Regions from separate parts of the Rattus norvegicus genome. Here all the other regions are linked to region 4. The links are chromatin contacts, called in public Hi-C maps. All regions are on one chromosome and are shown on one strand. The core of a region is the stretch at or near the end of the contact, and the rest is flanking DNA. Distances in the headings are between cores, read along the strand shown.

Region 1 (7,480 bases), core at 77-2,576, 280 kb after region 4:
CAAGCAGGACTTCATTCTAAGATGCCCCCATGCCCTAGAAAATGGGGGACTCTCCTCAGGTGCTCTCTTGGCATCTCAAGGAAGAAATGATGTTCGCTGTGAACAGATACTTCTGTCCTTCCACATCCCTGGGTCTTCTGACCTGCCAGGCATTAGGGCTCTACTTAAATAGGTCTCAAATGTCTTGGTAATGTTTTAGGCATTCTCTTCTACTCACCCTGTCATCCCGCCCTCATTCCCTGCCCTCTGCCGTTGCTTCCACAAAGAGGAGAGAGAGCTGAAAGCAGCCACTCAAATCGTGACTCGTGCCCACTGAAAATTGCCCTTCCTGCCAATAGAAAGTCATTTGTCTGAGCACCGTGTGAACAGAACTTAAAAACTTCAACTTTGGTTTATTATCCAATACCTGAAATTCCTCTCATTCCATCATTAAAGATAAGGTTGGCAACAGAAACGGGGTCAGAACAGGTTTTCTTTAGGCTCATTACTGTCCTTGAAGAAATAAATGGCTTGATGTGGGTCATTTCTTAGAGCTGCTTTTGAGAAGGAGGATGAGAGGGTCAAGAGTACTGAAGGGGTGTGAGTGTTTAGAGAAAGAGTCTGAAGAGAAACTGCCTCCTCACCACCACCCCCAATAAGGACGCATGTAGCTGTTTCTAGACTGTGCACCCTATTGTTAATATTTTCATTTCCTTAGACTACAAAGCCAAGTGCCGTAGGTTTTCAAATGGGCGAGGATGTCTTTTGGTAACACCTGCTCAAAGATGAACAGAAAGAAGGTCCTTTATAAACAGACTCGGGAGAAAAGAATTCCAAGCCCTGCTTCGAGCTACGAATCATTGTATCATCCAGTCAGGCTAGTATTTATATTAATATAGACCACGTGGCCGAAGCATTCAAAGTGAAAGAGGAACTGTAGTGGATTTACAGAAAGCAACACAATCAGTTTCCTGAATGCTCAGCAGGATTGCGTTATCAGCCATCAGGAAGAAAACATTGAAAGATACAATCAACCTACTTGCTAGAGGAATTTTCAGAGTGGTACGATTGTCTCCACAAATGGAGAAGCTGGGGAGAGTAGAGAAATACAGTCCTTTTTAAATTTTTCTCTTTCATGATGAATAAAAGTAAATACACACACGCACACACACATACACACACACACACACTCACACACACACACACACACACACACACACACACATATGAAGATTGTACTCCCCTTTACACCCACCGCCTGGGTTAATGTGTAATTGACAAGATTAATGGCTGTGTAATAATTGCCTCTATTGTTTACTGTCTGGATGGCAGCCAGACATCTTCCTGCTCTGCCCACCAGTGGGTTTGATTTGTAAGAAATGTGCTAAGAGGCTAACAGGGTCTGTGTGCCACGTGGAAGCTTACTAAAGACGTTCAAAAAGAACCTCCAGGGAGGCCTGGAGACTGGCTCTGGTGAGGCAAGCCTCCTTCATGCTGTAGGGAGCCTCACTTCTAAACTTCTGGGTGAGCTGTGCCAAAACCCAACCAAGTTCACCCTGGCTGAACCAATGCCGGTGAGGGCGATGAGGAAAGAGACAACCCTAGGACCTATGGGATGGCCAGTCGGCTGCCCTGTCCACGCTGAGTACCTTATTCCTTTACTCTTCGCACTGACTGGACCTTGCTGGAGAGCACCCAGCTTTAACCTACAGGCTCTATAGGATGTGAAAGCCCCGCCCCCTGTGTTGCCTGCCCCGTTACCTCTTGCCTTGTGAGATATGAGACAAGCAAACAGAGCGAGACATTGAGTCATACAGCACATGGACAGCTTACATGGCTGGGTACCATGAGCCCAGCCGCTCCCTGGCTCACCATATCGCATCCGGCCGTCCACAGTGGTTGACATGGTTTTCTGTACAAAAACAAAAGCCCTGTAATTCTTTCTCATGTGGTTTTGCTTTGGCCTTTGTCACCAGGGTCCCTTGGGACAACCTTGACCTTTGTCTTTCCTTATGGCCTAACAAGTCAAGTTCAGACCTCTGACATCCAAAGAGACGCTCCCAGCACACAACTGGTCCATCTCTGCTGTCTTCTCTTCTTCCTGCACTGCGTTCTGTATGCCTCCATGTTTTCTTCTTTCTTCACATCATCTCCCAGCAGAGGTGAGCATCCCCAATTAGAAACCTGAAACCCAAAATGCTTCACATCGGAAGTCTTTAGAGTGCTAACAATGAGCTGCAAGCGGGTAATTCCACATTTGACTTCCATTGACTGGTTGCAGTCAAAAGTCAGACACACTGAAACTATTATGTAAAATTACCTTCTACTTCTCCATACACACACACACACACACACACACACACACACACACACACACACACTTTTTGCTTAGGTTTAGGCCCCTTTGACCGAGGTCTCATTATGCATATGTAAACACTCTAGAATCTGCTGGGGGCATATCCTTTTGGTTCCGGGGCCTCCAGATGAGGGATGTGGCATTTGTCCCACATCCTGCCCCTCGGCCGCAGACCCTTTCGCCATCTCCCCGTTACACAATCTCACACACTTCATACTTTTCCTTCCCAGTATTCATTGTTCCTGTCAAAGAGCTATTTGTATAGCCATGAGCCTGGCGGCTTTCTCTCTCTCTGCTGGGCAGTAAACTCTCCAGAGGCAGGGACCACGTCACAGCTTATATTAATTGTCAATTAGTCATGATAATCAAACTCCACCTTCAGCCTCTCCAACTTGGTTTGTTCTTACTAGCAGTCATCGGAAGTGACAGGTAGCCTTTGTGCTACCTGTCCCCCACACCCCCACTTCATCATCACTGGTTGAATCCTGATCTCATCTCTCCTGCTACATCAAGACTTCTTTTTTTTTTTCTTAAGATTTATTTTATGTATCTGAGTACACTGTCGCTGTCTTCAGACACACCAGAAGAGGGCATCAGATCCCATTACAGATGGCTGTGAGCCACTGTGTAGTTGCTGGGAACTGAACTCAGGACCTCTGGAAGAGCGGTCAGTGCTCTTAACCACTGAGCCATCTCTCCAGCCCCATACATCACGTCAAGTCTTCTTATCAGACGTTCCCTTTGTTGATCCTTCATTTGGTTCACAAGTCCAAGCACAATTTTTTAACCGACTGGGTCTAAAAGTACTGCTGGCTTCACTGGTGATTATTACCTGATTTATTTGATATCTCTACTTCCATATCATAAAAAATTAATTACTTTTTTAAAGCAGTCCACAAATCTACGGGTGAATGGCCATATGTTACAGTGGTAGAGCCCTTGCCTAGCACTGGCCCTGGGTTGGATTCCCAAGTACTACCTCCCCCTCCCCCTACCCAAACGGAGGATAATTAAAAAAAAAAAATAAAATAAAATAAAATAAACCCTGTTCATTATTTCAACGTTTCAGCCATTCTGCATCTTCTTACTTCTTCAAGGGGTGTTCCACTCAAGGTGGCATCAAGCTTAGCAGGTAGAGACTCAATGATTCTGAGCAGACAGAGCATCAGAGATGAGAGACTGAAGTAGTGTGGGAACAGACTCGGTAGGACAAGCAATACAGAGTGGGGGAGAAATGGAGCGCTAGAAGAACCTTGAAAGCTTGTGGGCTTCGGTTTATCTTACAGTGAGTCTGTCCTGTGTATATTCTGTGGCCTGAAAGTCCCTGCAGATGTTTTTCTTTATAGGTGAAATGGCACCGCCGACAACGCCTGTCTTTCGTACTAAGTGTAGGAAAGGGCCCTGAATGAGGAGTCATCTAGAGAGTGGCTAAGAGTAAAGAAATGGAGAAGTTCCGAGACCATGAGCAGAAGCTTGGGGCCATCTTTAGAGAAAAGGGAAACCTAAGCCCAAAGCCTGTTTGGAATCATTGGGGATTGAAAAGTTAGAGGTGTTGATGATCAGGGCTTGGGCAAGGGTTTCAGTGGGGCAGAAAGGACAGCAAAACTGAGGGTGAATTAAGTACACAGAGTGCTGAGGTCAGGTCCAGAGCTGCTGCTTCAGGTGCTGCTGAAAGGGAGAAGCAAGCAGAGAGCAGGACACTGGGGATGTGATGGAGCACACAGAGGGCTGAGTTCTTCTGTCTAGTGCAGTGTAGTGACAGCCGTCAGGAGACGGGGAAGCAAGGTGCCAGAGAAGCGATACTCAACAGACAGGAAAAGGCTCAGGGTTCCGGGGCTCCCACAGAACATGTGCCCGGAACAGGAGCCTCAAAGAAGCAGGGGCTGGACAAGGAATCCCTGAACAACCATCTAAAGGCAAACGAGTGGCAGAAACCAAAGCCGGAGAGAGGAACAAGTCAGGGAGTCTGGGCAGACAACAAGCCCATTTCTTTTTCCTGGAGATGCAGCCAGCCACTGTGTAGTGAGGCGTGGCCACGGGACTGAGTTCCAGGCAAGGTAACTCGAACAGAAGGACAGAGGTCACCTCCAGAGTAGGCGCTCAATGGTCCACCTGAACTCAGCCGTCTTCTTCCATATTGTTTCCTTATGACAAGGTGCTCTGACGCCCTGGGGTAACATGGGAAGCCAGAAATTGAAGACACAGGAGCGGCAGAACAAATGAAGCCTTGTCCCTCCAGATATCCGCTATAGACTTTATACCAGCCACAAACAAATAGCACAAAACAAACTCTCACAACTGGAGAGTGGCCAAGCCATGTCCAGTCAGGGTATTTATTACAGCAGCCGTTATTATTTTAATTAGCACAGTACAGATGAGCTGGGTTAGGTAAGAGCCCGGGGAGATTTGGTGGGGAGGGGGAGAGCAGGTAGAAGAAAGCCAAGCGTCGCAAATGGGATGGATTTTCAAGGCTGTCCCAAGAATAAAATAACAGACCTCAGGACATGGACAGTCCGTCAGCACTCCTGTTTAGCGGCTGCCATCTACTCTGTGACCTGGACCACGACATTTAATCTCGCCCCGTGGTATCTATTTATAGCCACAAAGGAAAAGCAAGGATCAAAAATTCTCAGTCTTTCTTCGTTGTTGAAAAAGAATTTTTATGTAATATATTCTGACCACACTCTCCTCGCCTCCTCCCCACCTGTCTATAAAGCAAAACATTAAAACGAAGATTAAAAGCACAAGAAACACACACCAACATCACTGCATCAGAAAGCATTATGTACAAGCAAAAGGCTGACAGGGAAAAAAAAAACCAAAAAACATAAAAGCGACATGACACAGAGAGTCTACAAAAAAGTACACTGCATTTGGCCATCTATTGCTGGGCCCTGGGCTACTCTAATGTGTGGTTAATATACCCAGTAAGACTCAACTGAAGACAGCTAACATTTTCTGGTTAGGAGTGGGGCCTTATGTCCACGTCCCCTCTCACTGCTGGGACCCTGACTAACTCAAACATGTTCAGGCCTGGGCATGCTGCCACAGACTCTGTGAATTCATATGTGCAGCTATCCTGGTGTGTCTGGGGGACCTGTGTCCTGGTGTCTCCAACACCTCTGGCTCCTCCAAGCTTTCTGCCTCCTCTTCTGCACAGCTCCCTGAGCCCTGAAGGGAGAAGTTTAATAAAGTTTAGGAACGACTGCACCAGAATCTCTAAGTCTGTGCACACCGTCCCGTTGTGGATCTCTGTGTGGCTTCCCACTACTGCAGACAGAAGTGTCCCTGATGGCGGCTGAGCAAGGCACTGACCTAAACAATCACATCTTTACACAAGGGTTTCGACTCCTCCAATCTCATCATACCCATGTGCTCACTCGTCTTCCCCCCCTTTCTCTCCCTCCCTCCCTTCCCCCCCAACCCCCTCCACCCCACCCCACCCCCCACCATATGGGAACTGCATTCCTTTCGAAGCCACTGCCTGGGTCCTTGAAAAGGCAACAATTGACAAAGAGAACATGAACCTGGAGGTGCATTATAATAACCGCCTTCAGGGCGATTTGGGAGTATTAAAGCATTCAGAAGATGTGTGGCTTTCCAAGCTCCAGATCAACGTAACTGGCTTTTTCCACTTTTCCTCCCTAGCAGGTATGCTCTGGATGGAGACGATGCCTCATTAACTCCTGTCTGTTCCTGTATTGCTAAAATGTTCTCAGAATCTTATGTAAGTCAGAGGCCAATATACCAAGGAAGATGTCAAAAGTTAACTTTTCGGAGACACTGAACCCAGTCAAGCAAAGACAAGGTATCACCAAGCTTTATTACGGTCACTATTTTATTATTATTATTATTATTATTATTATTATTATTATTATTATTATAAACAAATGGGGCTAAACGTGATGGGTAAACTTAGCTTTCGAATCTTGGTCATAAACCGTGGGCACTTCTCTAGTCCTTGTAGGAGAGTGCCAATGAGAGATTAAGCTAGAAAATAGACCTACAAATGAGTAGCTATCTTTTAATTAGTAAGCACTCACCTCTATATAAAATTGCATGCTGGGCTCTAATAGCTACACCTTATACTTTCATCTGAGATGCTCAAAGTATTGATGTCTCTAAATTCCTGTGAGTCAGGACTAGGATGCCCACCCATAGAGCTGCTGAAGCCAGAGCCCATCTCTCTCCCTCCTGAATAGTATCTGAGTGGTATCCCTCCCCCACACCACCACCCCAGCCCAGAGAAACCAATGAAGGAACTTCTGTTTGAAGCCTTGATGAAAAGAGATGGAAAGGAAGCTTGACCTTGGAAGTTAGACTTGGCTGCAGATCCTGGCTCTGCTGTTAGTAAATTATCTAGCCTCCCCACATTTGCTCGTTTGTGGTTAAGAATGTGAAATATTACATATGCTTAGCTGGGACTATTGGCTTAGGGGACACAACTGTATTATCCTTCCTATTGTCAACCTCATTACCGTAAGTGATGCTGGGTCTGGCTAACACCGAGTTGAGGATTTATAAGGGGAATATCACCCACAGGAGGCCTCTAATAAACATCGCTGGAGCTGCCTTATCTTGGAAGATGTCTGTACTACCCAAGCCAGCTTGGATCTTTTCCAGAAGGCATTGTCCACTATTACCTCAAGTAAAGAAAAGATTTAAGAGACAGGTATGGTGGTCCATGCCTGCAAGCCTGGCACTTGGGAAGTAGAGGCAGGAAAATCAGGAGTTGAAGGTCATTCTTGGATATATATAGAAAACTCAAAGCCAGTGTGGGCTACATGAGTATGTTTTAAAACATTAAAATAATAAAAATAATAAATTAAACACAGTTATAATTCTCTTACAAATACAGTTGGGTTGATTCTCCATCTGCCCTCACACTCTGCATTTATAACCAAAGGAGTGTTTGGATAGTATCATTTTGTTAAATAATGAAGAAAACATTAGGACTGGAAAATGGCGGCTTAAGGACACTGGCTGCATTTGCAGAGGACAACTCTTAAGTTTCCAGCACCTACAGGGTAGCTCACGACTTTCTGTGACTCCAGTTCCAGGAGCTCTGGTGCCCTCTTCTGAGCCCCAGATACACAGGCAGTGCACATACACACATGTAAGCACACACTCACACACCAAAATGAA
Region 2 (6,979 bases), core at 3,251-5,750, 260 kb after region 4:
CGCATAAGGGGAGCTGAACAAGGCTGAACAATGTACAGCAATGTGTGACATTTGTGCAGCCCTGCCCCTCATTTACGAACCTCCTTAACGTGCATCATCTCAAGTTTCTGAAGAGGTATGGATTGTGTTTAATTAACGCCTGAGTGATGGAGGTGGACAGAGAGTTATTCCGAGGCTGTTCACGGATCCTCAGTCCCTCTGATCAAGCTTTCAGAGCGCTATTCGAAAAGGTTAGGGGGTGGCAGGAGGCAATTACCACTCTTCTGGAGCAGCTGCCAGAGACTACTGCCGTCAGAGTAATTATCACCAAATAATTGTCCCCTTTCTTCCCTGCTGACAGGGCAGAATGGGAGCAGGGACTGAACTGAAATAGACTTTGTGCTTGCTGAGTACTAGCTGGATGGCTCAGGTCAATGAGCATCCAGACAAGCTTTCGGCATCCTGCCTGTTGACCTTCGAGAGAAACCAAAATTCGCATGGTACAAAAGACAACGTCGTCCAATGTCACCTGTTAGAGGTTCCACAGATCTCTTAGGTTGAATGACTGTGGTTGGAATCAGTGCTTATTTTAGTCTATTGTAAGCTGTCCTCTACTGAGGATGATTTCAGAAGACGGGAACCAGAGGAGCGTTTTTCCCTGGGTCTTGAATTGGAGACAAGTGCTGGACTTATCTCTGTAGTGGTGGCTGAGAGAAGACACTGCACCCACTTCCCCTCTCCCACACCCTCGCTCCCCCACCTCCCTCCGCCTTGGCTTTATGATGCTCACTGAAAGGTTATTAAATCTGATTGGTGTGTCTCTGGAGCAGTCACAAAGCCCACGCTCGCCACAGGACTTCGCAAAGTCGTCATGAGACTGATAGGTTCTAAATAAGTGAAGAGTCTTTAGAATTCAGTGGTGTCGTCTTTCAGGCTACTGTCCACCCAGAGATGGCCCAGAACTCTCGTGAAATGAACCTTGTACCCTAACGGGTATGTAGGTATAATTCTACATAGGACGGAGGTGAGACCAGTATAGGGTGAATTGTCATGGGGATCTTTAAAGTCTCGTGGTATGGAAGTGAGGTGGGTTTATCCCACTTGGGAAAGATTTCAGGCATGTGTGCGCATATGCGTGTGCATACACACATGCATTTTGTGCACATGTGTGGAAGTAAAAGACACCCTTGAATACTGTTTGTCACTTTTTTTTTTAAGGCAAGATTTTTCAAGATTTTTCACTGGCCTGGAGCTCACCAAGCAGCCTAGGCTGACTGGTCAATGAGCCCAGAGATTTGCCTGCCTCTTCTTCTCCTGCACTGGATTGAAACTGTTCCCCACCACACCCGGCCCTTTTTTAACATGGGTTCTGGGGATCAAACACAAGTACTTGTGCTTGCCTGACAGCAGTTTATCAGAAGAGCCATCTTCCCAGACAAGGGTTTGCATTTCACTCAACAATCCCTCATCACTGTCTAATGTGAGACTGGTATCACATTAACAGCTTTCGGGGCAAGAAGGAAGTGGCCTTGGGGTACCTCTGCCCACTGAGGAGTTCATGATCTTCTGAAAGATCTGGAATGATACTAAGACTTTGGAATTAGGAGAGCCATGAGGGTTTAGGGCTTGCCTCCGCTTTGTGCCTGTATAAATTAGGGATAAGGATGTCTATTCTAGCCACTCGCTGATTCCACAGGATGTCTCTGGCAATTAAGTGAAATTGAACATGCAAGATATCTTTCTAAATTGCAAATCATTATGCAAATATGAATATTATGATAATTATGGTTTCCAGGGATAGCCACTAGATTCCTAACAGCAATGCCACCTGAGACATAAACAGTGACCCCACCCAGAAACTCCCATCTCCTAAATCCTCTAAAACTTAGCACAGAAGAAAAGCAGGCTGGCTTTTCTCACGAAGCAGGGTGTGTTCTAAGCATGTGTGTGGGCCTGGTACCCAGAACACAGGGTTGACAACTGGGACTCACCAGGTGTTCCACCATGCAATCAGGAAAAAAAGAAATTAAAGTGGCTCCTATCACTGCTGGTGGGAAAGGTGGATCTAGATTATACCTGAGTTTTGGATTGTTTTGGTTGGGTTTTGTTGGGTTTTGGTTGGGTTTTGTTGGGTTGGGTTGGGTTGAGTTGGATTGGATTTCTTGAGGGATGATTGGGAGGTGTCGAGACAGGGTCTTCATATGTAATCCAGGCTGAGCTTAAACTCATGATCTGTCCGTCTCTGGCTCTTGAATGCTGGGACTGTAGACATGCAACAGCACAGCAGAGTGCAACGTCTCAAGTTAGTGGCTACAGTTACTCAATGTGTAACTTCTTATGTAATGTCAGTGCGTAAATCCTACAGTGATTTATCATAGACCTCAAACATAAGAAGTTTCCCTCAGCCCTTCTCTCTGAGCATATGGTTTCTTTTTAAAATTTCAAGCATAGAGAGAGAGAGAGGGAGAGAGAGAGAGAGAATGCCATGGCACATGTATGGAAGTCAGCTTGCTCTCTGGAATCAATTCTCTCTGTCGTGTGGGTTCTGGGAATCAAACAGGTCATTAAGCTTGGTGGAATGCACCGCTACCCCCTGAGCCATCTCAACACTACCCATAACATGACTACAGGATTCTGAATTTGCATGTAAGTCTCAAGCCAAAATCAAGGCTGAGGGTATACTAGAACTTTGCGTAGTCAGATACCTGGAAAGGAGGAAATAGGTTTGCTAGGGTTCTGGCCTGCTTCTTAGTGGAACGAGAGGCACCTATGTGGCCCCCCTACAGAGGTGTGAGCATACATGCTTCTACTAAGAATTTAATATAAAGCTGCTAAAAGCAGATAAGTCATAAATCCCTGGGGCTTTAGGCCAAGCCTGACACTGCATTCCTTATGGGCTACGTTGGCAGTGCAGGCTCAGCTCCATTCCTGCCCCTGGCTCTCATCTAAGACGTACCCCATTGTAGCCAGGTTCTCTCTGTACAGGTTGGAACCTTCTTCCCTTCTCCCAAAGATCTCGCTGGCTGTTGCCTGGATATTCTTCCACTTTATAGCCCTCCTCTGATTTATCTGGATTGTCTGTGACATTGATGGCTCTGGTCCTCATGGTCCTTCACTGGCTGCTGGAGGTTTGCCCTTTGTCTTGTTTGCTTTGGGCTTCTCAATGAACCATCCTCTGGGCCCAGTTGGTGACAGCTTCACTCTGTCCAATCCATGGGCTTAGCCATGGAATGCTATTCCTTCTCCTCCATCTCCCCAGCTCACTTCCTTTGAGGAGCACAATCAGAACCCCTGTTCTTACTGATAGTCTTAGCTCGCACCAAGGACCAGGAATGCCCTCAGGCAAACGGCTGAGGTATCACTCTTCTACATTTGAACCCTGGAATTGGCCACGGAAGCACGGGTGAGTCAACAGCAGCCCCTGCTCCAGGAACAGCTATTGTAACTCTTTAGTTGTCCTCTCCGCATGGCCATGAATTTAGCACTAACAGGCACCTAGTGCCTATATAATACCACATATAATAGAGCTGACTAGAATCAGGCAAATATGACATGAAAAACATCCTTTATCATGCAGAACTTGTGTGTATGTGTGCCTGTGTGATTCTGTTTGTGTTCATGCACACATATATACATATGTGGAAACCAGAGATCAACATTAGATGTTTTCCTCTATCTCCTTCAACCTTATCTTTTATGACAGGACCTCTCATTAAACCTGGACCTCATAGATCTGGCTAGACTGATGGGCCACCAGACCCCAAGGATCCTCCCCCAGGGCACTACCATACATAGGTTTTCCATGGATGCTCTATCAAACTCAGGTCCCAGGCTTACAAAGTGCTCTATCAACTGAGCCGTGTTCTCAGGCACCACATGCCTTTGATATAATATAGGAGACACGTGGAACAGAAAGCCAGTGTAAAGACAGGGAGACTATGATGAGAAGTACAATGGTTTCTTCCAGCTATGAGAGCCAAAGGAGGTGAGAAGGATTTTGGCCAGAGGCAACAGACTATCTGTGTACTTTTCTAGTGCCAAAATATTCTCAACAAATGTTAAATCAACAAATATCCACCTCCCACCAAAAGCAAGAAAATAAATATTCCTTCATAGGGCCCTAAAGCTAGAAATAGACAAGAAAATGGCGGCCATTTTTATCTCAGTCCACAAAAGGAAATGAGCAACATGTTTTCCCATCGCTCACTCAAGATTCCCTTATAACTGTGTCATAGGAGCAAGATATTTCTTCTACTGCTTTTTTGATCAGGATTTTGTAGCCTGTTCCCATGTACAGAAATGAGTTGATAACTGATGTCCAAGGCTCCCTAACTCGAGGAACATGGCCTTTTCCCACTGCCCCACAAGGCAGCCACTCTTCAAGACCTTACCTCAGAACAGTAGCAGGACGAGATAGAGTGAGAGCTCAGCAACTTTCTAAATCCAGATGTGGAAAGTGGATGACTCCAGCAGGAAAGACAAGGGCTGCGGTGCAGGGGTGAGAGCAGAAGGCAGATGGGTGACTCAGTCCACATTCATGGAAAGCAGAGTTATGTTGGGAGACTCTCGGGCTTTCATTGTGTGGCATTTGAAGGCTTCATTCCCAGCTTCTAATTAAACGTTTAAACTATAATCACAAAGATATTTCACAATTAGTTTCTTAGATCTGGAAGAAGTTCTGTGAACCAACTTGAGATGTGGGGAAGAAAGGAGAGGTGTGGAGAAAGGGCAGGGGGAAGGGTGAGCCCCATGACTGACAGGAGGCTGCTCCTGGACTTACAGCTGAGACTCTACCCCTGTCCCCCATCCTTGACAATGGTAAATGGAGAAGCAAAAGAAAGAGATGAAAGGGATTTTTTTCTTCCCACCCAGATCTTGATTCCCCGACTCTTGCTATTGAGATCCACACCAGACTCAGAAGCAGCAGTGACAGTCTAGATGTCCCCACTCTTGCCATTGTTTCCTCAGCCAAGAGTGTTGGGAGGAGGATACACTGAGGTTCTTCTTCTATCTCCTACAAAGTGACTCTGGAGTACTGGTTGCCCCATCAGCATGACCCCTCTACTCAAAGGAGATGTCTCTATATAACCAGTCACTATAATGCTACGGGTGGGAGTATGGTGAAGCTCTGGGGAAAATTGAATTCTCTCTGGAAGAGAAAAACATACCAAAGTCCAGCTCAAGGAGAAATGTGAGGTCTTGGCAGTTCAGCCAAGGCTTCCATATACCCACCCACCTGATGTATCTTGACAGCACCACAGATCAATTCCCAGTACAGACAAGTCCAAGGCTCGCTTTTCCCCCACAAAGAAAAGTGCTCTAATCATTGAGATATGAAAACCAAGTGTGTTCTATCTCCTTTTCTGTACACGCCAAACATTTTGGGGGACAAAAAATCAATAACGTGTGTGATGTACTGAGGGACAGAGAGCATGCCAGCTCTTTCTGGATCATTACAACAGAAATGACAACCCTGGACAGGTGAGCTCTTGCCAAGCTCATGGTCAAGTCTGAGGGCTTTGCCACAAGTCGCACAGCTGGCAGTGGACTAGGTGGCCTGGGTAGAACTCCTACTGGCCACCAAGCCTGAGGCCCTCCCATCCCGGCACACCGGCTCTGTCCCATGTTGGAACACACGCTGATAAATGCTGGGATTTGGTGTGCGAGAGGTAGCAGTGATGCTGGTCTGTCAGATGGTCCTAAATCTATTCTAAACACTGCCATGGCGCTTGGAGAAGCTAAGCACCAAAGGGACTCAATCGGCCCATTTTAAAACAGGAAAGAAATATGACCACCTACCTCATAAGTCTGTGAAGAGGACAGTGGGCGGTGCTGTTGGAAAATCACACAGTTCATTCGGTCCCCAACATGTAGTCACGCTTGGTGATGTTGATTGTTATTTTTAGTTTCTACACTGAATGTGTGTGTGTGTGTGTGTGTGTGTGTGTGTGTGTGTGTGTGTGTGTGTGTGTGTGTGTTTCCTGGAGTGGATGACCAGCACAAAACAGACCTCATCTGTATTTTTGTGTACTTTGTTTCATTTTGTTTTGTTTTGGCATTTTTGTCTTATTGGTCTTTTACCTGTTTTTTATTTTGTTTTTGTAGGGGAATGTTGTTTGCTTCTTGGGGGAGTATGGATTTGTTTTGCTTTTGTGGCTTGCAATTTTTGGTTTTTTGTTTTGTTTTGTTTTGTTTGTCTTTTAGAGAGAGAGAGAGAGAGAGAGAGAGAGAGGAAAGTTGGTAGGTAAGGAGGTGTGGAGAGTCTGGGAAAAGTTGGGAGAGGGGAAAACATGATCAAAATATATTGTCTGAAAAATATTAAACACACACATGCATTAAACACACACATGCATTAAACACTCATGCAGGCCATCTTGCAGGAGTCAGGCCTCTCCTTCTGCCACAGAGGCGCTGGGAATGAACTCAGTTTCTCAGGCTTGGCAGCAAGCACTTTACTCTGAGTCAGCTTATGTACTTAAGAGATTGCACTGTTATCTAACACTTATTCCTAGACACACATTTTAAATGTATGCCTAGCATTTCGAACACTCACTGTTCATGAAAAAAATGAGTCGGCGCACGCAGGATGTCTTCCTTGATCACTTGTGCTGAGGAACCATCACTCTCCAAAACCAGAAGTGGAACTACACAGTACTGTTGTCATGGCAGTATCTGTCAATAAGTGATGCCACCTCCGTACTGAAACCTTCCGAAGTAACTGGCCCTGAGTTTCAGGGTTGTGTGGGCTGGGAGCACCCAAGGCAGGAAACACCTGGGGCTCTGCATTCACAGAAAGCAGATGTCACATGATTACTAAAAGTATGCTTTACGTTTACATGTCTGTGCTGAAGAGAGCTACAAAACAAAAATGCCTCTAACCTGTAAGCCTCACTTGCCCAAGGACAGATGACATTCTAGAATGCTGGAGGCTACTGTTCATAACAAGTCATGTGCTTTCACTTCTGTAAACAAGGTTGGTTGCCCCAACTACACAGGATGT
Region 3 (6,735 bases), core at 2,440-4,939, 450 kb after region 4:
ACACATTTCTCCAAGAGGAAGTTTAGGTGGGACTTGATTGGGAGTTAGTAGAAAGCCATCTGTGGTGACACGTTTGTCATGATAATGACATGAAGTATGTGCATAGGAGTCTTTCTGTCTAAATTATTATAGTTCGAGGTGTAACGCAACACCAGCTCAGCAGATTCATTAAAAACGGGCTGGCGAGATGGCTCAGTGGTAAAGAACACTGGCCGCTCCTTCTGAGGTCCTGTGTTCAATTCCCAGCAACCACATGGTGTTGCATGACCATCTATAAAGGAATCTGACGCCCTCTTCTGGTGTACAGGTGTACATGCAGCCAGGAGCATTTCTACATTTAAAAAAACAAAAATTAAAGAATGGGCTGTGCCAGACTCTGGGAACAGCAGTGACAACACAAATTCCCCATGCTCACAGGCTGCGAACCTGAGTGAAAATGGTTCTGCATGCGCCCAGACCCATCACTGTGCTCTAGTCACCTGGCTTTGTTCTGTTTGTTTTTTTCTTGCTTTCTTGGACTTGCGTTAGAATGTTGTAAATGCATACTTTAACATTTCAGTCCGTTCTTCTGTGATCCTAATTGTCCTTTCACATCTTGTACAGACACCATCTGTCTCCATGTTGCAACTTGCTCAGCCTGTCTATGACTGGTAACAACCAAACATGGCTACTGTGGAAGCAGAGGGTGGCAGCACCTAGTAGGTAGTATATGCATGCTCCAGAAATGGGTAGAACATACCACAGTCTCAGAAGTATTTAGGAAACCAGTTTGAGACATATAGAAACACCATGGACAGCTTACTCTCTTGTACATGGATAGCTTTCTCAGATGGACAGTATAAGGACGTAGCTAATAAGATAAGAAAGTTGTATTTGATTGTTTTGTCTTACCACACTTAGGCAGAATAAGGAACAGTGTGGGCTGGGTCTTGCTGCTTGATTTAATTTTAGTCATGTGCTTTTTTTTTTACCTAAATCTTTACTCTGTATCTTTGCTGCCTTGCAAGTCTTGGAATAAACTTGAAAACTGCAGAAATAAAAGCACCACTATTGTAGTGAAAAGAGGCATGTGTGTCCAAGAACAGAAGAGAGGGCCAGGAAATGAACCACAGGTACAGCCACCTGAGGCTCTGACATTTTTTCTCTTAATTTAAGATAGCTTTTCAGAGTGGTGCTGGGAAAACTTAGATCCATACTCAGAATGAAACCAGGTCCCTGTCTTTCGCCTTGTACAAAACCAGCTCATAGTGAACTAAAGACATAACTGTGGGACTTAATTCCTTTAAGATACAAGCATAAACAAAGACTTTCTGAATAGTCTGCAGTGGCTCAAGAGATATCTGCAAGAATTAGAAAAGCTCCCACACTTCATGTTTACCAGCTGCTCATGTGACAGAGCTAATATCTTGTATACATAAGGAACCAAACTCATAAAACTCATAAAAATAACCCAGTCAGTAGTTGAGCAAATGAGTAGGCAGCGGGGTTGGGGATTTAGCTCAGTGGTAGAGCGCTTGCATAGGAAGCGCAAGGCCCTGGGTTCGGTTTCCAACTCCGAAAAAAAGAACCAAAAAAAAAAAAATGAGTAGGCAGCTCTCGTGGCTATGGGACTATATGGGTGTGATCCCAGCCAGCATAGGGGAGTTTAGGAGGAAGAAGGTTGGGTCATCCGCACTTACATAGGAGTTCAAGACCAGCCTCAGCTACATAAGACACTGTCCTAAAAACCCACAAGGGAAGACTGCTTTGAGATTTCTGCCCTCTGGAAAACCTATCCTCTGGAAAACCAGCTGCTGAGGGTGGGGACGGTGGCCTGCTAGTAGGAATGGTAACTATAGAAGTCACTGTGGAGGTTCCTTAGAAAAACACAAGTAGAATTCCTGTGTGATCCAGCTGTACCACCCCCAGGAGATTCCTAAAGAATCTTAAGTCCGAATACAGCTGAGTTACCTACACACTTGGCAAGGTATACAACCAGCTTAGATGTCCATCAGCGGATGACTAGGTAAAGAAAATTCCCAGACACAGGAGAACCATGCAAAGGAAAATGTGCAGATGTTTAACAAAACAAGCCAGACTCGGATAAATACGGCATATTTTCTGTTGTCTGTGCAATAGCGTGTGTGTCTGTCTGTCTGTGTCTGTCTCTGTCTGTCTGTCACACACATGGGCCCCAAAGTAGAAAGAGGACTACTTGATAAGAAGGGGGCCATGGGATGAAGCATCAGGAGGGTAATGGTGGACAGCATATTACACACATGTATGAAAATATCATAATAAAACTCATCATTCATGTTACTGTGTGCAAACAGCACAGCTCACCTTCTTGGGTCTTACACTTCCTGCCAGCTCTGTCTTCCCCCTGTGTCTGGGTTGCCAGTTCTGGCCCTTGCCATCCTTGGGCACCACTCCAGGCTAGCTTAGTTCTCTGCTGCCTCCCAGGTTGCTTTGCTGATAAGGTACCCCTGCCCACCTACGGGACACAGACTCTTGGATCTTCCTCAGGGCTGTGTTTTCTCACTAACCTCAGGAAAATCAAATTAACTAGATCACATGGGCAAGCCTCAGGCAATGAGAAAGGTCTGTTCACGAAAGACAAAAGCTCCTGTCTTGGTGTTTTCCTGGGGCACCGCAGGAGTATTATCTGAGCTCCCTTCTCCACACAGCGCCCCTCAGGGCATGGCAGATGTTTCCACGGGGCCTCAGAGACTGCCCTCACCACACAGGGATCTTTTTGGTTTGGAGGCTCCTGTGGGAAGAGCATTTTTTTTTTCTCAGCATCTGCATACCTGAGGGGCCTCGGTCAGCACTGCTTGTAGACTGAAAGCTGAGTGAGACTGTCTTGCCCTCAGGTAGACACAGCCCAAGGAGGACAGTCTACCCTATTCAGCTTGTACTTATGTAGTCCTTCTCTGTGCCAACCTTTCTACTGAGACAATGCTTGTAGAGTTGTAACCCACTTCTGCCCTCATTCAAAATCTGGTGCTAGGGACAGGCTAGGAAAGTGCCGTGTGCAGGAGGCTGGAGGAAGGTTCTCTGCACTGTTAGAGGGGCTGTGGTCTGGGGGGGCTGAAGTTAAGTGTCTGGGACACTGACCTAGGGGCTTCGAAATGTGAGCCTGTAGACTGTTAAAAGACTGAGTGGGGCGATGGCTCATCAGTTAAGAGCACTGATGCTCTTCCAGAGAATGCAGGTTCGATTCACTCCAGTCCCAGGTAACAGGAACTCCAGTACCTTCTTCTGACCTCCTCAGGTACTTAAGCACATTGCAGGCAAAACACTCTCCCATCAAAGAAACAATTTGAATAAAAAAGTTTAAAAATAAATAATTTTAAAAACCTGCCCTGCCCCTAGGGGTACAGCATGAAGGGAGCTCAGGCACTAGTCCCAGGCGGACACACGAGGGAGAGCGCGGAGGAAGAACTTTTGTGCTTCCTTCCATGGTGCTAGGAAAACTCAAGTTTTATCCACTGCCAAGTGGTTTCCTTGTTTCAATTTGAAAGTCTTGAGGCTTATAACTGTGTCGTCCATTATCAGCCTAGTTGATAGTTAATTGAGATAGCCGTTCCTGACAAAAAGGATTGGCTGCCGTGCGCGTGTGTGCTTCGAAAGAGTCACTGCTGCTCTAGTGGGAATGGTAGCTTCTGTCACACTCTCACGCTTGTCTTGGAAGCTGGTTCCAATGGGAGACTTGGAAGCATGAGCCAACAGCTGTGAGTCAGACCCTGCCAGCCAAAGCAGCTTGGTCCAGCTAAGTCACAGCTTATGCAAAAGTGAAAAGAAACGGACATTTATGAAGGGCTTCAGGATTCCAGCGAGGTGAGGAAGACATTCCTTAGGAAGACCATGACTCCAGCTATACTTGCAGCCGGATGTCAGAGAGAATGCCACTTCTGTTCTAAGTGATTTGTGGGCGGGTACCTTTGCTATTAATAATTGTCTAAATTACATTTTTAAGGAAGGAGCGCCCCCTACTGAGTAAAGCGTTGTTTTTCTTGAGCCCCTTCCCTTCCCATGATCTTTAGTTTTTCAGGCCTGGGCAGTCAGCTCTAATTGGTCCATCTTGCAGTAGAGGGGATTCTCCTAACTCTGCAGGGCTCCAATAGCTGGGATTCTTCTAACACCAGGTAAACAGCACTTGACACAGTTCAGAGCTCGGCCGTAATTTCCGTGTAGCAAACCAACTGGCTCAGGTGGTTTTGTCTTCTCTCATGACGGACAGAGCTGTTCTAAAGAGTGACTGGGGAGAGTGACCGGCTTGTGGCTAAGGCCTGGATCTACTAGGAGCTACATTCTCAGGGGTGGGGCTGCTGTGTCTCCTGAGATGATCCCTTTACAAGTCACTACAGGGATTCCTGAGATCCACTTGCAAATCCAGAGATCTACTGGGGTGTGATCCACCCGAGCTTTTTCATTCTTAGTTTTGTTTTTAACAGTAGTGTGTTCTCTCCCTAGAAGTTGAGGGCATGGACACTAGCAAACCTGCCAGTGTCCGAGCTACGGAATGCGGTTTCAGAATTTTGCAGTCGTGATGTTTAGAGGGTTGATAGACTTTTGTTAACATGGCTTAATTAATAACGAGGCATTTGTCTTAACTTTACCACTTTGCTGAACTATTCAAATATAAGGTAGTTTTGAAGGGCTAATGTAAACTGCGATCTGAATTGATTTGTACTGTGTTCCTATGTATTGTATAGCTGGTGAAAGGATTTGTATCAAGATCATGAACTGAGTAATACAACTGTAGGGGCTGCAGAGATGGCCCAGCTGTGACAAACATGCACATTTGCTCTTGCAGAGGACCTGGGTTTGGTTCCCAACACCCAGATGGCAGCTCACAGCCATCTGTAACTCCAGTTCTGAGAGCTCTGACATCCTCTACCGGCCTCCATGGTCAGTGCTCTGACACCTATGCACACACACGCGTGCATGCATGCCACACACACACACACACACACACACACACACACACACACACACATCTTTTAAACACCACAACTTTAAGGAGTTAGAATTTAATGTAGAGGGGTTGGGGATTTAGCTCAGTGGTAGAGCGCTTGCCTAGCAAGCACAAGGCCCTGGGTTCGGTCCTCAGCTCCAAAAAAAAAAAAAAGAATTTAATGTAGAATCTTTGTGTGTCTAAGTCAGAAGCACTAAGTGTAATTCACAAGCATTTAGTAATGTGTTGTTTGAGCCTAAGATGAATCTTGAAGTGACAGATAACTAAATAATGAATATTAACTGATCAAATAACAGACCTGAGAAGATCGTTTTAAAAATATAAAATACTCGGTTATGGCAATAGCCACGCTTTCAGATTAGCCCTCAACGGCTGGTGTGAGCCAGGCATGTGGCAGTAATCCTAGCTCTTGGAAGGTAAAGTTGGGCAGGTGTGGGGCTCCATGTTGTCTTTGGTCACAGCCGACCTGGGATATATGCGACCCTGTCTAAAAGTAAAAATAAGCCATGATTTCATGAGTTGATACAAATTAAGCATTTCTTGTGCTTTTATTCCCGATTCCTGGTAAAGTAGGCCAGGCGCCTACAAAGAGGCCTGTCCTAGAGAGTTGGAGTTGAGCGTAGGATGTCAGCGTGGCTGGGACTGCCACTTAGTCTTGGCAGCCATCCCCAGCCTCCCTCCAGCCCGCTGTTTCCTGACTCCCTGCACTTCAACACCCAGGGTGGTTGCGTGTCCTCTAAGGGAGAGCATTCCGAGACCACAACAGTAGTGCTGTAGTGTAGAACAGCCTAGAAGGCCATGCTTCGCACTGGCTACTTTCTTGAATGTTCTTAACAGTTTTAGCTTTTAAATGATGCTCATGGATAGTGATTAAGTTAGTGCCGTTTTTAAAATAATAAAGTGTTGAGTGCCTTCCTGGACCATGCTCTCCCAGAAAGCGTATGATCCACAGAGCCTCTGTCTAGATGGTGATCATACAGGAGTCTCACGTTTAAATACGCTGGTCAGCAAGGGTATTTGTTGCTCTAGGAAGCTTTGTTTCTGATGCCATGTCCTCGTGCCATAAGAAAATTATACCCAGCATTTGACAGGAATTACACGATCCTAGAACCTACACAGAACAGTCCCAAGTCTGACTGACCCCAGACCCCAGAACAGCCTCCGCAGTAGTCTTCATGTTCTTCCTGTTTCTAGTCAGGTATCATCCTCCGAACCCAATGGCAAAAGGTGACGGTGGAGTGGGTGATGTTCTATTTAGTGTTTTCATGTAGATAGTAAATATTATGTAAAAAAAGGTGTGTGTGTGTGTGTGTGTGTGTGTGTGTGTGTGTGTGTGTGTGTGTGTGCGCGCGCGCGCGCGCACGTGTGGTCACTTATATAGAAAGCAGCATGGTTTAAGTGGACAAGGAGAAAGGTTTGAGGACAGAAAGACCTGGTTTTAAAGCCCCCAAGTTCTCACTTACCTGAGAGTTCGCTAGACCACTTGATCTTTCTGTAAGAGTCTATCCTCAGCAGCGACCACGAGTCTTACCCATAGCCGTGCTCAGACCTGGAGCCACTGAATATGGACAGTACCTGGGGCAAGACCTGGACCTGCGGAGGCCTCCACAAGCATAGCATAGCAGTAGCAGCAGTGCTCATAGTTACAGCATCTCCAGTGTCTCCATTTTCCACAGGAGATCAGCAGGGCAGGTGTGAAAGTTAACTTCCTCCTAAGTACTGTACATACAGATCCATGCTCTGGAGCTGCCTTATGTAATAGGTTCTGTTAACCC
Region 4 (6,866 bases), core at 3,331-5,830:
AAAATGGGCACATGTGGAAAGTCAGGACCTTTCTTCTGTGTTCACCAGCTTTCCATTACTACAACAAAATACCTAAGGCATTCAAGTTTACAAAGAGGAAAGGTTTGCTTTGACCCGTGGTGTTGGAGGTGCTGGTTGGTTCTATTGCATGTGAACTTGTATAACAAGGCAAGGTAGAAGCACATCATGGTGCTGTGGTAAAGCAAACTGTTGAATGTTAGTGCTAGAAAAAGAAGAGGCAGAGGGCAGGGCTCTAATGTCTCCTTTGAGGGCACGTCCCCAAGGACTGTACGACCTCTTATTGGGCCTCTTAAAACTTTTGTGACCTCCCAGTAATGCCAAGTTGATTTAGTACATAGGTCTTTGGGGGGCATTCCAGATACAAACCATAGTTTTACTCTTGAAAGCTGGCTGCAGAACACCTATGTGCACATTGATGATTACATACGTTAGAATGCATCCGGCCGGGAAAGATTAGTCTCCGAGAACCAAGAGGATCTTCCAGTATAAATTGGTCTAGAAACTACAGTCAAGGATCCCCAAAAAGTGATTTTCCTGTCAAAATTTCCTATAGGATTTTTAACGGTTGGATGATGATGCTAAATGGCCCACAAAGCCATGTGACCTCCTCCTTCCCTTTCTAATCTTAGGCCTTGAGAAAATCTCATACCTCTTTAGAAAGAAGCATTATTGTTTCTACAAAGTGTGGGGTGAAATCGAGGGGGCACCATCAGAAGGAAACAGTGGCTATCTTTCTCTTTTGTGTCACATTGGGAATCATTGAACAATGTGTGTTTGCTCATGTCACATAATTGAACAACTCAAGAATTTAAACCCATAAAATCAGCTTTGCTTGGGGAAGACAGTTTCACAGGCATAGATGAACGTCCCAGCCGGTCCTTCAAAGTTGCTGGGAGACACCGTCAAAGAGTCTGCTGGAGCATGATGTTAAAAGCATTTTACGCACAGGAAACATTTTAATCTACATTTTTATTGTTGTAATTAAGTGATTTGAAAGAGATTATGGTCCTGGAAGTGTGCTAGATGTTTAGGGAAGATGACCACTCACTGGATCTCTCTATGTAGACCAGGCTGTCCTCCAAGTTAGAGATCCTCCTGTATCTACCTCCTGAGTGCTGGGACTAAAGGTCCAAATAGGTCCAAATCAATGGATGATGGGCGGGACAGAGGACCACACATCACATAGGAGGGTATTCACTGAAAGATTTTGATCCATCGAAACTTGGAATCTAGAGCTTTTAACAGGTAGAATTAGGTACAGAAATAAAACACTAATATGTGTATGCATATCCTTGTATCTTCGTATAAATGCATCATATACACACGCAGACACACAAACACATATGCACATATTTAGACAGAGGTAAAGGTCACACAACACTGTGAACATACTAACAGCCAGTAATCTGCATTCTTCTCCTTTTTCCTTTTTCTCCTCCTCTTCCTCTTCCTCCTCCTTCCTCCTCTTCCTTCTCCTCCTCCTCTTGCTCTTCCTCCTTTTTCTTCCTTGACAGGGTATCTGTATGTAGCCCTGTCTGGCAGGGAACTCACTATGTAGACCAGGCTGTCCTTTAACTTAGAGACCCTCCTGCATCTACCTCCTGAGTGCTGGGATTAAAGATGTGTGTGACCATGCCTGTCTGCTGACCTGTGCACTTCAAACTGATCTATGGGACTTGAAGTTAGCTTTTCAAAAAAGGGAGAACTTACAATGAAATCAACTACCAGTGAAGGCCTGAAGAAGCAGAGCAGCTGCGAGGGTTCGTTTTCTAGTGACATTGGCGAGACCAGTGAACCCAGTGATTTGATCTAGTGCTTCCTCAGATGCTGCTCTTATCGGATGTGACGAACACCCACAATTAGTAGACTTTAAATGAAACAGATTTCTCTCCACGGTGTGGTCATCTCAGTAACTGAAGCCCAATAAGCAAGGACTGAAGTTCCCTGAGAAGGAGAAAGTCTACCCCAGGACTGTGGCAACTCTAGTTTTAGGCTGATGATATTCTGGTTTGCGCCGGCTTGCGCATGCGCACGCACACGCCCACCCCAACCCACCCACACAATGTCATGACAATCAGCTTTCATTCCGTATTTGAAACTCTTTGACCCTGCTCTAGTTTTTCCCACAGCATTTCACTTTTCACATACCGTGATTATTTGTTTTGTTTATTTCTCTCTCCCCTCTAGTACGCACACTTCATGACGGCAGGTGTCTTGGAACAAGTTCCCTGGGAACCGAACTCTGAGCTAGGGATTTGTGTGCAGAAGGCTTACGTGGAGCAGGGTTGTTCCTGGGGGTAACAGCCAAGACAGTCACAGCAGCAGGGAATGGCAGAGATGGGGGCTGGACTGTGGTGTAGCTGTGACAGGCGCTCGACCGATGCCTTGATCCTAAGAGTTTAAACAATGCTCCAGGAGACTGCATGAGTTCATTGAAAGAGAGGCCCAGACCCCTGTACCTCTTCATCAATCAGTCCTTGGAGGCTGGCTGTCCCAGTAAGAGACATTTCCCCGAGGGACAGAGTTCCCTTTGGTCAAGTACAACTCCCAGGGAGGACTTAGTTCTGAGTCACCAGCATTCCTTCAGCTGTGGAGAGAGTAGCTTGTCCCAGAGCAGGGGTGAGGGTAGTGTCCCCGAGGCACCAGCCAGTTCTACTCACCTATTAATGGGTTCTTAACTCTATAATATGGTGACGATCATTGAGAAAATGGGCAAAGGAACAAATGGATGAATGGAATCTTTTTAGAAAGGTTGGTAGGCAGGAACAGGATGTAGCAACTGTTGTCAGTGGGCAAACAGAATAACTACTGTGCGGTTAGAAAATGGGCCAACCCTTGAAATAAACTTGAGTCTGTTCAGTATGGTAAGTAAAAGTCAAAACTTGACACGGGGTGTAATAGCAGCTCGGGAGCAAGATTGGCTAGGGTGTATGGCTTATGATATGCTTATGGCTTGCATCACAAGGAGCATTGTCATCTCCTACACCGATGCTGAACACCATGGTTCATTTTCGGAGGCCTGAGCCAGGTCCAGGGTTAAAGAAAGCACCCTGCTAGTGCAAGAGACAACTGGCCTCCTCCCTCGACAGAACCTTTAACAAGCCTCTTTCTCACATCTGTTGACTCAACCCAGACCAGAGAATTCTTTGAAAGACAGCGAGGCTGTAAATCAGCAGGTCCCGTGAAGATGCATTCCAGGGTCCGGGAGGGAAAAAAAGCTGCACACAAAAAGCCCCTCTTCTAAGTTTTCAGGAATGCTGTGAGTGGCCTTGGAGGTCTCGGGGTTAGACTGCAGGGCTGGGAATGGAAAGGATCCAGAAGAGGGGCGCGGTGAGGCAGTAGCAGGAGCAGCCAAGCAGGCCTCTAAGAATGATGAGTTTCCCGGAGCAGAGCCGTGCCTAGTGGATGCGGCGCACTTGGTGAATGGGGTGAGTGACTCTATCTCAGGCTCTGACTCCCTGGCTGTGTGGAAGACGGTTCATGCTGCCCATACTCTCTTTAAGAAGTCTGGTTCGATCACACGTGGACTCTGGGTGTGAGTGAACCTTGAAGCCCTTGGGTTTAAAAGCATTCAAACGGATACCTGTGTCTGGAAATAGAAGTGGGACCAATGGGGAAGAAGGAAGGGGGACGGGATGGGGGAGGGGAGGACAAAAAGAGAAAGTGACGAACCAAGGCATGACACGAGCCTGTATGCAAATGCTTCAGTGCAGCCTATTAAGTTGTACAGTTAACTGTGTTCACCATAAAACATTAGCGGAGATTCTGAAGCTGTGGAAAAGGAGAGAAACAAAAACGTCCTGCACAGCAAAGGAAACTCTCCAGCTCCCAGGCTAATGTCAGCGCTGGTGCTGAGCAGGGCTTGCTAAGTCAGGTGATTCTTACGTGGGTGCCACACCCTTTGGGATTTTCAGGGGGTATTGGAACACTTCTGTGCCTGCGGAGCCTCAGAATACGTATCTTCCAGAGCTTTCCAAAACACACAGCTCTCCCAATGGGGTGGGCTGAAGGAGAAGAGGAGAAGGCAGAGGCTTACATGTCCCTGGGGCAGAGCATCCCTTGAGGCCCTCAGGAAGCATAACGAGGTGGGTTCCAATCAGTTGCTCGCCCACCTACATCAGTGGTTTGATGTGGTACAAGGAATGCCAGGATCTCACTCAGAAGGTGAGAGTCAAAATTCTAGCCTTCATAATACCTGCAAGATCTGTAAACGAAGTTGGATGGGTCCCACCTACACTCCAGGTACGACGGACAAGTAGATTTGTACCAGAGCAGCACTCCTTCCCCTCTCTCCATCAGTCTCTTCCTCTTCTCTTCCTTTACCACTTCCCTTCTGTGTATGTCAGCCCAGCTAGCTGGAAGAGAACCCAAGCAAAGCCTATAGCCCAGTGGTCTGACACCCATAGAGGACCAGGGTTGCTGGCAGACATGTAGGCTGTATTCAAACCTCCTCGTCCCAGAGCAATGGCCGCTTGCCACTGACCAGTATCACCATGGACAAATACTATTTATTCAACTAGGATGCCAAGCATTTTCAATTCCTGACTCATCTCGGGAAGAAGAATTCTGAAAAATGGGGCAGGGGGGTGAGTGGGGAATGAACGGGAATAAACCCAGAGAAGGCAAGAAGGTCATTGTTGTGTGGAATTGTGTTTTAAACTGAACCAGGCATTCCAGCTCACATATGGTCTCTGGGTCTCTGCAGTGCAGTCACCTCAGGAAAAGAGCTTCAAAACCTGTCATCTCGGGGTTGGGGATTTAGCTCAGTGGTAGAGCGCTTGCTGCCCTGGGTTCGGTCCCCAGCTCCGAAAAAAAGAAAAAAGGAAAAGAAAAACCTGTCATCTCTAGGGACCATCAAACCTGAAGCATGTCTAAAATCCGTGTCTTCATTAAACCCAGCGATATTATGGTCAGACTTTGGGTTAAATTTGGGTGGTTGTGTTTAGATCGGCTGGAATTTAGACCTACATGACAACCAGGAACAAGAACTGGATCCCCTCTTTCTCCTCTTTACCCCATGTCTCCACACTAGGCTCCAACAGCTTGGCCGGAGCTTCACAGAAGCATTTCTTTTTGGCCTGCTGAGGCCTTCTCTGCTTCTTGTGAGCTGAGTCTGACTAAGGAGATCCTGACTCAGCCTGGGAATCAAGAGGTTGTGTCTCATGTTGTGACATTCCTGCTGTCCCTGCACAGATTTATGTTATCTTCTCCTCCCAGTCCTCTTTCCCCAACCACACACAGGGCCTTTTGTGCTTCTTATACCCTCTGCCATGGTAGCAAGGCCCTCTGTCTCACCTTCTGTCTTCCTTCCTTCCCCACATTCTTGCTTCTTCTTCTGAGTCTCTCACTTAGGCTATACCATAAGGGTTTCCTCCCCTGTGGTGCCATAAGAAACTCTTGATAGCAGCTTATCTTGTAGTGATGCAGACTCAACCAGGGAAGTGGACAGGGCCATAGTCCTGAAAATCGAGGAAGTCTGAGTGAAAGGGAGTTAACTGAAGCCAGTGTCACTAATTAGTGGTAACTCAACTGTGGGATAGCAAATTCATAGGCAACGTGTGCTTAACCTTTCAAGCATTCTTCTGAGAGATTTCTCCCATCTAATGGATGAGTTAACTGAAGCTCAGAGAAGACAAGCGGCTAAGCTTGAGGTCCTGTTGGCACCTGACAGCACTGGGTCCTGGGTCTGTTGACTCTGGGTCCCACTCTCCTCTGCATTCTGGCCTCTGGCCTCTCTCCTCTGCCCACTGAGGACTCTATTGCCATCTTCACACTTATCCTTAGCTAAGCCAACTCCATCTTGGTTCTAAGCAAACTCTGATGTGCTGGTCCATACATTTTGGTTGAAGAAACTTGATTGAAGTGTCAGGATAATTTATGGTGCTGATGGGACTCAGGTGCTGACAACGTGACTTGAGTTGAAAGATGCTATGCTTTATACATGCTTTGGGTTGGGAGGGAATTGCAGGCACAAGGGAACAGTTCAAGGTTGCTGGTCCTGAATATTCAGGCAAGATGAGAGGAGGACCTGGACGATGATTTCAGTGAAAGGAGAGACTCAGGTAGGAGAGTTCTTGTTTTAGGATTGGGAAAATATTAAATTTCTTTAGCTTGTCCTTTTTTAAATAAAGAAATCCTGCACGTGATTAATTACCTATAAAATATTTATAAAACAGAAACACATAAAACAAGAGCAGATAGTTAGACTTACGGGGACTTGGCCCTGCCTTACTCTCCATGACTCATTATTTACTAAGTCAGTGTTCACACTGCTGCCCTAACAACCAAGATTCCTCCATATGCTTTCTGTTTAGCGGTCTGGCAGTTCATCTTCAATTAAGATGGATTCTCTGTGAGAATTATCATTGACTCAGGTTTCTTCACCTCTAGATCCTTGCTGTCCCTACCTATGGTAGGTACCAGAAAATAAATGTGCTTGTTTCTCTTTCTCTCTCTCTCTCTCTCTCTCTCTCTCTCTCTCTCTCTCTCTGTATAGTTGTTTTGTTAGTATGAATGTGTGTGCACCAACTGTGTGCATGGATACCTGTAAAGCTCAGGACAGGGCATTAGATCTCCTGGAACTGGAGTTAGACTCATTAGTGAGCCATCACATGGTTGCTAGGAATTGAACCTGGGGTCTCTGGAAGAGTAGCCAGTGCTCTTAACTTTTAAGTCATTTCCCCAGCCACATATTACCTTAAACAAATGAAGGAATGAATCAATGAATGAATGAATCAATGAAAGTTAGGAAGAGAATCACAGAAGTGCAGGCTCATGGGAGTCATGGGAGTTTGGAGCAGGTCACCCATGCAGACGACAACAGAGGGCGGCTGAGATTCTGGGAT

The links. A called contact is a pair of places that touch in the nucleus more often than the background predicts.
Region 1: a Hi-C map of the A7r5 cell line shows a contact between it and region 4, with 4 times the contacts expected there. The contact joins two enhancer-like sites. A contact is called at or near these places in 5 of 12 Hi-C or Micro-C datasets (the A7r5 cell line, Schwann cells, kidney and 2 more).
Region 2: a Hi-C map of the A7r5 cell line shows a contact between it and region 4, with 4 times the contacts expected there. The contact joins two enhancer-like sites. A contact is called at or near these places in 2 of 12 Hi-C or Micro-C datasets (the A7r5 cell line and mammary epithelial cells).
Region 3: a Hi-C map of Schwann cells shows a contact between it and region 4, with 9 times the contacts expected there. The contact joins two enhancer-like sites. A contact is called at or near these places in 9 of 12 Hi-C or Micro-C datasets (the A7r5 cell line, Schwann cells, frontal cortex and 5 more) and 1 of 1 datasets of contacts at active chromatin or transcription factors (oligodendrocytes).

Annotation. Positions count from the first base shown.
Region 1 is chr2:45,289,862-45,297,341 of GRCr8, reverse strand. No RefSeq gene overlaps it. Among named protein-coding and RNA genes, the nearest start is that of Map3k1, 150 kb to the right of the region's middle. Within about 2 kb of position 1,326, at least 9 of the 93 cell types and tissues checked have an H3K27ac peak or open chromatin away from gene starts, as enhancers often do. A contact at or near this core is called in the A7r5 cell line and Schwann cells, where this site is marked.
Region 2 is chr2:45,312,377-45,319,355 of GRCr8, reverse strand. No RefSeq gene overlaps it. Among named protein-coding and RNA genes, the nearest start is that of Map3k1, 170 kb to the right of the region's middle. Within about 2 kb of position 4,500, at least 3 of the 93 cell types and tissues checked have an H3K27ac peak or open chromatin away from gene starts, as enhancers often do. A contact at or near this core is called in the A7r5 cell line, where this site is marked.
Region 3 is chr2:45,123,320-45,130,054 of GRCr8, reverse strand. All of the region lies in intron 2 of Map3k1 (mitogen-activated protein kinase kinase kinase 1), which reads left to right. Among named protein-coding and RNA genes, the nearest start is that of Map3k1, 21 kb to the left of the region's middle. Within about 2 kb of position 3,689, at least 22 of the 93 cell types and tissues checked have an H3K27ac peak or open chromatin away from gene starts, as enhancers often do. A contact at or near this core is called in the A7r5 cell line and Schwann cells, where this site is marked.
Region 4 is chr2:45,577,530-45,584,395 of GRCr8, reverse strand. No RefSeq gene overlaps it. Among named protein-coding and RNA genes, the nearest start is that of Ankrd55, 67 kb to the left of the region's middle. Within about 2 kb of position 4,580, at least 5 of the 93 cell types and tissues checked have an H3K27ac peak or open chromatin away from gene starts, as enhancers often do. A contact at or near this core is called in the A7r5 cell line and Schwann cells, where this site is marked.